2 separate regions of the Salvelinus alpinus genome follow, and region 1 is linked to region 2. Evidence: chromatin contacts called from public Hi-C data. All regions are on one chromosome and are shown on one strand. Each heading gives the region's core, a stretch centred on a gene start, on an enhancer-like site or on the middle of the called end of the contact. The rest is flanking DNA. Distances are from core to core; before and after follow the strand shown. Region 1 holds the start of mlc1 (modulator of VRAC current 1). Region 2 holds the start of cry1b (cryptochrome circadian regulator 1b).

The links. A called contact is a pair of places that touch in the nucleus more often than the background predicts.
Region 1: a contact with region 2 is called in a Hi-C map of red muscle, with 7 times the contacts expected there. The contact joins the promoter of mlc1 here to the promoter of cry1b in region 2. A contact is called at or near these places in 2 of 3 Hi-C or Micro-C datasets (muscle and red muscle).

The regions. Positions count from the first base shown.
Region 1 is chr15:46,647,050-46,651,841 of SLU_Salpinus.1, forward strand. mlc1 (modulator of VRAC current 1) reads left to right here and starts at 2,943. Exons shown (of 12, transcript XM_071343790.1): 1 at 2,943-3,160. LOC139540183 (ankyrin repeat and BTB/POZ domain-containing protein 3-B) reads left to right here. Exons shown (of 17, transcript XM_071343788.1): 17 at 1-356.
Region 2 is chr15:46,514,161-46,518,883 of SLU_Salpinus.1, forward strand. It overlaps cry1b (cryptochrome circadian regulator 1b), which reads right to left and starts at 1,560. Exons shown (of 12, transcript XM_071343783.1): 1 at 1,021-1,560. The coding sequence starts at 1,178. All of the region lies in intron 1 of LOC139540183 (ankyrin repeat and BTB/POZ domain-containing protein 3-B), which reads left to right.

The sequences.
Region 1 (4,792 bases), core at 1,693-4,192, 130 kb after region 2:
GTGTAGAAGTGTACTGGTGTCTTCATTTCAGGGGAGAACGACGAAGGGCCTGGATCTGTATTCAAAAAGTGTCTCAGAGTGGTAGTGCTGATCTAGGATCAAGCCCTCCTGTCTGTTTCGTCTTATTCATTATGACCTAAAAGGCTAAAACAGGCCCTAGATCAGCACACGTACTCTGAGACATTTTATGGTTAGGGGCCTGGTTCAAAATATTACCAGGGTCTTAAACCGGTCTTAAATCTTAAACCGGAGAAGCGTCTTTTGTGTTTTCCAGACATTGTGAAACCACATGTAAATGTGTGACTTAATATCTGTTTCCTCTATAAAGATTAATATAAAGAGTTATATGAATCCTCTCTCGACTGGTACAATTCTTGGCTCGACAACAATCTCAACAATTTTTCCTGCTGTGAAACCTTCAAACCTAAGTAAATGTTTTCCAGTTGTTGTTGGAACCTGTGGATTTGCCCTCTGGTCTTCTGTCATTAGCTGGATCCCCCATGGTGGAAGGTTTGGATGGTTGTCTTCGATCCCAGCTAGGGAGTTGGTTCTGTGATACAACCACACACTTAGCAAGCTGTTCTACAGAGAATGAGTGATTTTTTGGCTGCATCCCAATTCTCCACCCTTCTCTCAGTGTGCACTTGCTGTCTTCCAGTCATGGATTTAAAAGTGGTGGAAACTGCCTCCAGCCAATGCTTATGCCAATCCAATGGTTTTAAATCCATGCAAGTGCACACTTTGGGAGAAGTTTGGAAAATCGGGATGTAGCCTTAGAATACAATCCTGACAACGTTGTCTTGTGCTACTGTTCAACCCATCTGTGATCATTAGATGTGAATGCCTTTAGCCTGGTCTCCAATGTGATATGATCCGTCTCACTCCACGAAAGGGGGTGTATCAGTTTGGATTCTGGGCTAGAATGTCTGCAGAGCACTGCTGGAGCCCAATAGACAGGATTCAGTGCTGGGAACATACAATGCACAGTGTAAATAAGGCAGTATACAAACAGGATTGTGATATTATTAGCAAAGTAACTCTGTGTCTAGAGGGAGAGAATACAAGTGGTCAGAGATAAGTAGTCAGCATTCGAGAAGGATAGAGAAGAGAGAGAGAGAGAGGCAGCCAGTCAGAGAGAAGAGAGATGGAGTTTAAAAGGGAGAAGAGAGAATCAGTGCCATTGTAACAGCAGTGCAGAGAAAACAGGCGTGTCATTGTACTTCGCTCTTCTCTTCTCTAGTCAAGAATCTGTGGTTCTACTTTACGGAACAGTGCTATAGCATCAATGAACTGCTGCATAATGGACTCCTAACTCTACTCTTTTCCGTCTCCACAGTGTTTTCTCCCTTGGCTGTTTATGTGACAGATTGTTTAGATTCATTGTGTAGTTGGATGTTATTTATTATCAAATTGAGGCCACCATGCTGGCTGCCAGCCTGTCTGTCCTGTCCTGTCCTGTCCTGTCCTGTCCTGTCCTGTCCTGTCTGTCTGTCTGTCTGTCTGTCTGTCTGTCTGTCTGTCTGTCTGTCTGTCTGTCTGTCTGTCTGTCTGTCTGTCTGTAGCAGCAGCAGCCAAGTGTCTGGCCTGCCAAACAACATAATGAATCAAAATAAAACCATTACTCCTCATGTGTACAACACGGCAGGACTATAAGGACACCCCAGGTTAGTTTCCTCTGTGTGTTTTTCTATTTGCAGGATAGATAGGTTTTTAAGAGGAACTAGTCCTCTCCCACAATATGTATGTAGGCCTACTTATTTTGCCATGCAAATTCACCTATGGGGCATTTAAGGATTCTATTACATGATATTCTATTCTACTCCACTGCTTCAAACTTCTTCAAAACTCAGACATGATAGATCGACAACTCTGTGCTCTGCTATAACCTTAGACACAGAAAGGTACTGTGTTGAACTAAAGGCCTATGCTTTACTGAGACTGAACAGCCATTCCATGTCTTGCGTTTGTTGAATTGTCCAGTGTGTGTAGAGGGGACGGAGGAAGGTGGAGGGGTGGAGGAGTTGTTGAAGAGTATCCATGGAAACGGCTGTCCAGGAACAATTTTAAACCAAGAGTATACTGCTTTGTTCAGAGTCTGAATGGAATCCCTGCTTGCGGGAACACACACTCTCTCTCTCACACACACACACACACACACTTTAAACACACACACAAACACTTTAAACACACACTAATTATATTCAAAAGGATGTAATTCAGGGAAAAGTATTATGGGGAAACTGATGTGAGACACTGGAATGAATTTCCATCAGATTAGCTGTTGCAGATGTGGCATGAAATCACGTGAACCAAATGCCTCTCTGTCTCCTCTTTTCTAAAGCCCTGCCGGACAATTTGATTTACTGGACTGTGAAGTGTAGCTAGCAACTGTTGGTCAGGCAATGGCAAGAAGCAGGGGGAACTTCTAGAGGGGAGAACCCAGAGTTATTTAACTGAAACAATGAGATTATTCTCGCTATGTGTGTGTTTTGTGTGGGATGTGTGTGTGTGTGTGTGTGTGTGTGTGTGTGTGTGTGTGTGTGTGTGTGTGTGTGTGTGTGTGTGTGTGTGTGTGTGTGTGTGTGTGTGTGTGTGTGTGTGTGTGTGTATTCAGTCTACAGTTATGTGACTGTTTGTCCCTATACCTTATGGAATTTGTGTGTGTCCGTGTGTTTGACCAAGTATCTGGGCCTGACTGTGTGTATTAGCTAAAGTGTGTTTGCATGTTCTCAGTGTGTGGGCAGATGGGTGGAAGGACAGAAGGGAAAGGTGGTCTGCCCTATCTATCTGCCCCTAGCGCGAGCCCCTTCTCCCCTTGTTTCTCTCCCCTCCTCCTCTCCTTTCCGCCTCTCCTCTCCCCTCTTTGTCATTCACAGGCTGTATGCCTCTGGCACAGAACGCGCTGGCAGCCTGAGAGGCATGGGTTTTTGTTCCCCTCTTTGAAAACAGCTAGCTCCAGAATTTTGTTCTCTCTTCTAAAGAGAGTGAGAGAGAGGGAGGGTGAGAGTGGGAGAGAGAGGGGGAGAGGGAAGAAACTTCTTTCCGACCGACAAAAACAAGTGTCTTCTATATGGGATTATAAAATTGCTGTGTGTCCATTGAGAGAGAACTTGTGGGTAGATAAGTTGGGGGAGAAACTACAAGACGGACAACTAAACAGGTGAGTGGGAGAGGCATACAAGGGAATGGGAGAGGAGAGGAGGGGAAGGATACGGTGGAAAGGGGGGTGTTTGAGTCAGACGAGACCTGTAGGAGAGAGGGGAGTGGGTGTTGTTTTTGAAGTTCTGTAGGATTCATTGATGTGTGAACATTTATTTGCGTGTACTTCCATTTGTATTATTCTTGTTCCTTGATATCCCCTTTTTATCCTCTATCCGCTCAAAGTTATACCTATTTTTACTACACACCATTTTCACTCAGAGGTATATAATGCTCTCAACTACTTTGATGAATATAACTCATAATACATCTTGTTGATCTTCTATATTTTATTGGAAAGAAGATTCAAGAAATCAAGATAAATGGTAAATAAAACAATTTTGTCTTATGACACTATGTGCTAAATCCTTATTTATCAACTGATAATTTATTGAAACCAATCAATCAATCAAGTTTATTTTATATAGCCCTTCGTACATCAGCTAATATCTCGAAGTGCTGTACAGAAACCCAGCCTAAAACCCCAAACAGCAAGCAATGCAGGTGTAGAAGCACGGTGGCTAGGAAAAACTCCCTAGAAAGGCCAAAACCTAGGAAGAAACCTAGAGAGGAACCAGGCTATGAGGGGTGGCCAGTCCTCTTCTGGCTGTGCCGGGTGGAGATTATAACAGAACATGTTCAAAATGTTCATAAATGACAAGCATGGTCAAATAATAATCAGGAATAAATGTCAGTTGGCTTTTCATAGCCGATAATAACTTATTATTTCCATTTGTGCAGCCATTTTATCTCCCTAAAGAACCAAAGATAATGACGTTATCGTTTGATCCCGATTCTGATTTCTCAAAGTGTCTGAATGTCACACAATAAATGATTGATTGAATAAATGATTGATTCAGATACTGATTCTGTACATCTCACAAAGTGTTGGAGCCCTTCCCTGCAGTCAAATGACCTACCGGTCTCATGGTGGAATGTTATTCATATTTTTCATAGTTTCATAATTAATCATCATTATTCAACAAAAAAAAACCTGCCTAAAAGCCAGTGTTTCTACACTCTTAGAAAAAAAGATGCTATCTAGAACCTTAAAGGGTTCTTCGGCTGTCCCCAGGGATGAACTGGGAATGAAAAATGGCCCTGGACTTTTTGACTCAGACCGGCCCACCAAAACCCCCCCAGCGATACACAACCATCCACACAACCCACGCCACACTTTATGAAAAACAAGATTGCTGAACAATATTTATAACAATGACTTTAGTAAAATAGATGTAAAATAGAACAAGGGGTATGTGTTGCTCTAGAGGGAGGCTGGCTGGAAGAAGCACGTATTGGCACAATGGCACTGGCAGCAAGGTGGCAAGGATATATGGAAACATCTGACCTGTAAAATAAATAATACAGGAAGAAATTTGTTGGTGAAAGGACTGGTGAGTAGGCAAGTCATAGAATAAAATTAAAATAAACATATTTCCTACCTCGTTAAATTAGTAATTTCTGCAGCAGCTCACTTCTCTCAGCAGTGCCATCTATAACCAGGTCTCTGTCCAGGGCCATTAAAACATCTCGCTCAGTAGCCATGAGCATAAAAGCCTCCAGGTGCTGTTGAGATAGAGTGCTTCTGAGCCTA
Region 2 (4,723 bases), core at 310-2,809:
GACTTACATAATCCTTACTGCTATGCATGTTCTTAAACCCTGCTGAAATGTAGGCCTACTCTCTCGATGGTAAAAGAAACTACTGAGAATACCCTGCGTACAGGGATGTTTTCGACATGGGTAATGCAGTCAGGTCATTCTCCCCTTCTCTTGCTCTAAACAGGAGGTTATGCTTTAAATGAACATTCTTATAAGTGGCCAAACTAAAGCAGCATAGTATGTGATCTAAATGAAAGGGAGGGAATCCAAGGTAAATCAGTAATCAACAGTCCTTGGTGCCCTGGAATGCCCTTGTTTCCTGTGTGGCACACAGATGTACTTGTAATGTACTTGTAATTGACAGTCAATATTTACTATAACTGTGTGCATAAGTGTGGTGCTAGGAAAGCCCTACTTTCCTGCCTAAGCGGTACACCACACACATACACACACACTGTCATTCATAACCACCTACAGCACTAGGATTCCTCCTTCTGGTGTTATGATAACCCAGATTTGGTTTTCCTTAACCTATTGACCAAATGTGCATAAGTGGCGTCTGGCATGCCCACGAGGTCATAATCTATCGAAAAGGAAACCATGATGGATCCATCAGAGCCCCTAGGCAAATTCACAAATGTGGCAATGCAAAAAGCAGGGACCTGTGTGACCTACCTCTGCGGTAAACAAATCTGTGTTGGGTGAGTGCAATACGAGCCACTCAATTAAAACACGTCCTCTAATACAGAGGTTCCCAAACGCTTTCTATGGGAAACTGTTCACACCCCTCATTGGTGGAGAGAATTTTGCAAGCTTAAAGCGTATTTCCTGCAATTCTATAAATATTGTCATGGGGTGCAAATAAAATGTTGCAGTTAAACAAAAATAGTAAATTAAAAAAACATTAGCTGACATGGGCTAGTTGCTCTGGACCTTTCTGACAAGTTATAAATATCTCTCTAAGGTATGACAAGAGGAACTGATGATGCACTACCCAATTATGAAATTGCACCTTGTGCATTCTACTATTAGGACCCCTACCTCCACCTGCTGATTCCCACGTTGGAGGACCCTGCAAACCAGGGGTCTAGGATGTAAACATAGCGAAGGGTGTCCGCTCCCCGGATAGACTCCTTTAGAGAGGGGTTGTCGTGGAGCCGCAGTCCCTTCCTGAACCAGTGGATCGTGTTGCCGACCATTTCACCTGCTGTCTCTTCTAGTTATGTCCACGACTCGAACCGTTGGTTATAGCGCTGATGTCAAAACAAAACGCGTAGGAGCTAAAACAATAGCCCTTGCATGCCCAAACTACGTTTCGGTTCTGTCGCCTAGATGGTTTTATAATGTAATGTTATTATTTTTTATTTTTTATTAACCTGTTAAAAACGATGTTCGACCTGTTGACTAGCCTAGAAGCTCGAAAAATTTATAATTGCGTTGTCGTATCTAGCTATTTTCCAGATAAGGAAGAAGAGCGCTGGTTCAGTAAGCGCGAGCGAGTGAACTAAAGTACAGTAGGTAGAGCGTTTTAATGAGAAATGAAACTGTCTTCCACTATCACTTGAATGTATTCCCATATTCAAAGAAAATGTTCCCTGTTGAAATTAACTTTCTTTGACAACGACTCCACCCAAAGAGATACGCGGATAAGAATGAACGAATCTGATTGGTCAATGTCACCAGTTATGTAACGTTTGCTCGCTCACGTTTCTGTAGTGTGCTTACTCCTATCTTGTGTTTTTCCACAGGCATCATTTATACACGGTAAATATCGACACAACACAATATTTTATGTTTAACAAGTTATTTACAGCTTACTTTAAACACCATAGTCTGAATATCGATCTTATTTTGGATGTTGTTGATAAAAATGTGTGCCGCCTTCCCGCGTCATGATTAGTTACGCAGGACCCGGATGAACACATGTACTGAAAAAAATTATTATGCAAGTGTATCTGTAGGCCTAGTGGGCAACCCATCACCATCACACGTCTATGCATGTGATGAATGTCAAATACTCTCTGTTATGAGACTATGTACCACTATGTATTTATGTTAAAATGCCGTCATTTCAAAATGGATTCAAACCAAATAACTATTCTTGCCTAGATATTATGCATGCAGAATTTCAGATGCAGAATTTCAGATGTGATCAGATTTCAATCAAAAACGTATCAGCAAAGATCATAAGGTAGCCTAAACACCTTAAAAGAAGCAACCAATTGTCACACAGTATTGCATTAGTAGGGCCTACACTTTAATTACATTGTCCTGAAGCATGAGGTGTGAAAACATCATGTGGATGATGATTGTGTGAAACAATTACAAACTGTAGTAGTTTTTATTCATGAGACAAGGGATGGGTGGGTAGTTGGGTGAGGAAACATGCAGTTTGAATATCTAGACACTAGATTGTAATATGCAATAACACACCATCTTTAGTAACATACATTAAGCTGCGTATAGTATAGTTGATAATCATTTTATGAAGGAAAAGTTCAATGACAACATGACTGTGTGAACTTTGAATATGTAAAATAATAAGGGAATTTCTTTATAGTAGCCTAAGTCTTCCTAGTCTGGAAATGTATGGTGAGGCTAGATCTTTGACATAATGATTGAGGTTTGCAAACTGAGCACCAGGGTTCAGTGTTGCTCCAGGGATAAGCAGCACACAACTTCAGCACAAAATGTACCAACAATACTCTCCTCAATCAAATTAAAATCAAATCAATGTAATTTGTCACATACACAGTTTACGGCAGGTGGGAAAGGTGCAGTGAAATGCTTATGTGCTAGATCTTTAACAATGCAGTACATCAGTCAATAATAACAATAAAAAGAGTCAAGGAAAAAAGAACAAGTAATAGAAGCGGTAGTATGCATCGTAATAATAGACTGTATAGAAATATAAAGTGGGTAGTAGTGTCTTGGTCGCACAGTTGAATAAATAGTATATAATAGAACAACAGAGTTGACTGTTGTGTGTGTGTGTGTCTGAGTGTGTGTGTGTGTGTGTGTTCAATCCCACAGATGTCAACAGTGCCCCATATCAGGACCAATTAAAGTTAGTTGAGAAATAGTCTATGTCCCAATTATCTCTCTTTCCTTCCAAAGTGTGCACTGGTTTACTTCCCCTCACTGATTTGAAAGGACATGACTGGTATAAGAAATATGGTGGAACATTTGCCTGGCTACGCTTCCACATCGCTACGGCCAAGTGACGCTTCTCCACGATGAGTCTGGATTTGCCTCCCTCCCCGACGATTTTTAGAATGCAAAGACATTCTGCCCGTTCTTATTGGTCCCAGAAGCCTGATAGCGTCAAAGACAGTACAGTATGAAGATAGGCTAAAACTGCTTCTCCAGTAGAAATCCCCAATCACACTTGTAGGTGATGTCATGGCGACGTTGGCTAGCTAAGCTCATGGGTAGAAACACGTCATCATGTCTAACGGTCGCCTCGCATCGAACTGCGCATGTGCAGGCCATCAAATCAAATGCACTCCTTTGATATAAAGTTATTTTTTACAAAAATGAAAATGTGTCAGTTTGTCACGCATGAGGTTGGAGTAATAACAACTTCAACTACTTAAGACATTGGCTGGAGTCTAGGTTGTGCCTTTAGATTTAGAAAAAAATTACAAATAAGGAAACATTTTTCACTTCTCTCATTGACTTCTCAAACTTCTCAAGCGTTTCTGGAATTCTCTCAATATTGGGCCTCTGGGTTTAGAAACTCTGTGATGATGTTATCAACTTTGACACTCTGATTGGTTAGATTTGTTAGAGATGATCCAATCGCTGATTCATTTGTTTTGTACAACACCCCTCATTTTGAAGTCCCACAAATGACTTCTAGGATGGCAGTTTCAGACTGAATGTATGTAGCGATCGATAGAGCAGCTGAATTAAATTCAGGGTGAGTCATCGGACAAGTGGAACATCCCACTAGCCCATGCATCAACCAATCCAATGCTTTTACATTTGTGGGAATGTACACTTCAGGAGAAAGGTGATATTAAGATGCACCCAAAGCTATCTATGGCATAGGGCTATCAATCAGCTCAGGGACATTTTCTGTTGTTACACATGTTGACATTCACAATATGTTATGTACAGGGTAACCAACCTCTCTCGCTCTCTCTCTCTTTTTCTCCCTCTCTCCTATACATGCAGTTTGTGTGTGCCTGTAAAATTATAATTTTCAGCCTGTCAAAGGCTCTAACCACACACATGCGCGTGCACATACACCTACGCACACACACAGTCAATCAAATGATGCATCTTTAGCATTTGATGCAGTATAACGTACGACCTTGACAAAGAATGCAGATGTCTTCCTATCAATGAGCTCTCGCTATCTCCATGTAAGGGACGCAGACCACAGAGAGGGGATACATTATGCATGTCATCCATTATTAATAGTCTTGAGTCATGTTACCATCATTACTGCCAGAAGAAAATATATAAGGGACTTAACTATCCATAGAATGACACATTTGCTGCACTATGTGGATAACCACATTATCCAGTTTATCCAGTCCATTAGAATCAGACCATTAGCAATGATGTTTGAACTCATGTTCAAATTACAGCAAATGAAAGGACTGTGGTGTTCCTCTGCCCAGGCATTGCTGATGCATGCCAGATCTTACAACACTTGGATAGGTATTTTAGGTATAAGCTACCCACGTCATATATTATATCAATCTGTCAGTCAATGACACAACCGATGAAGTAG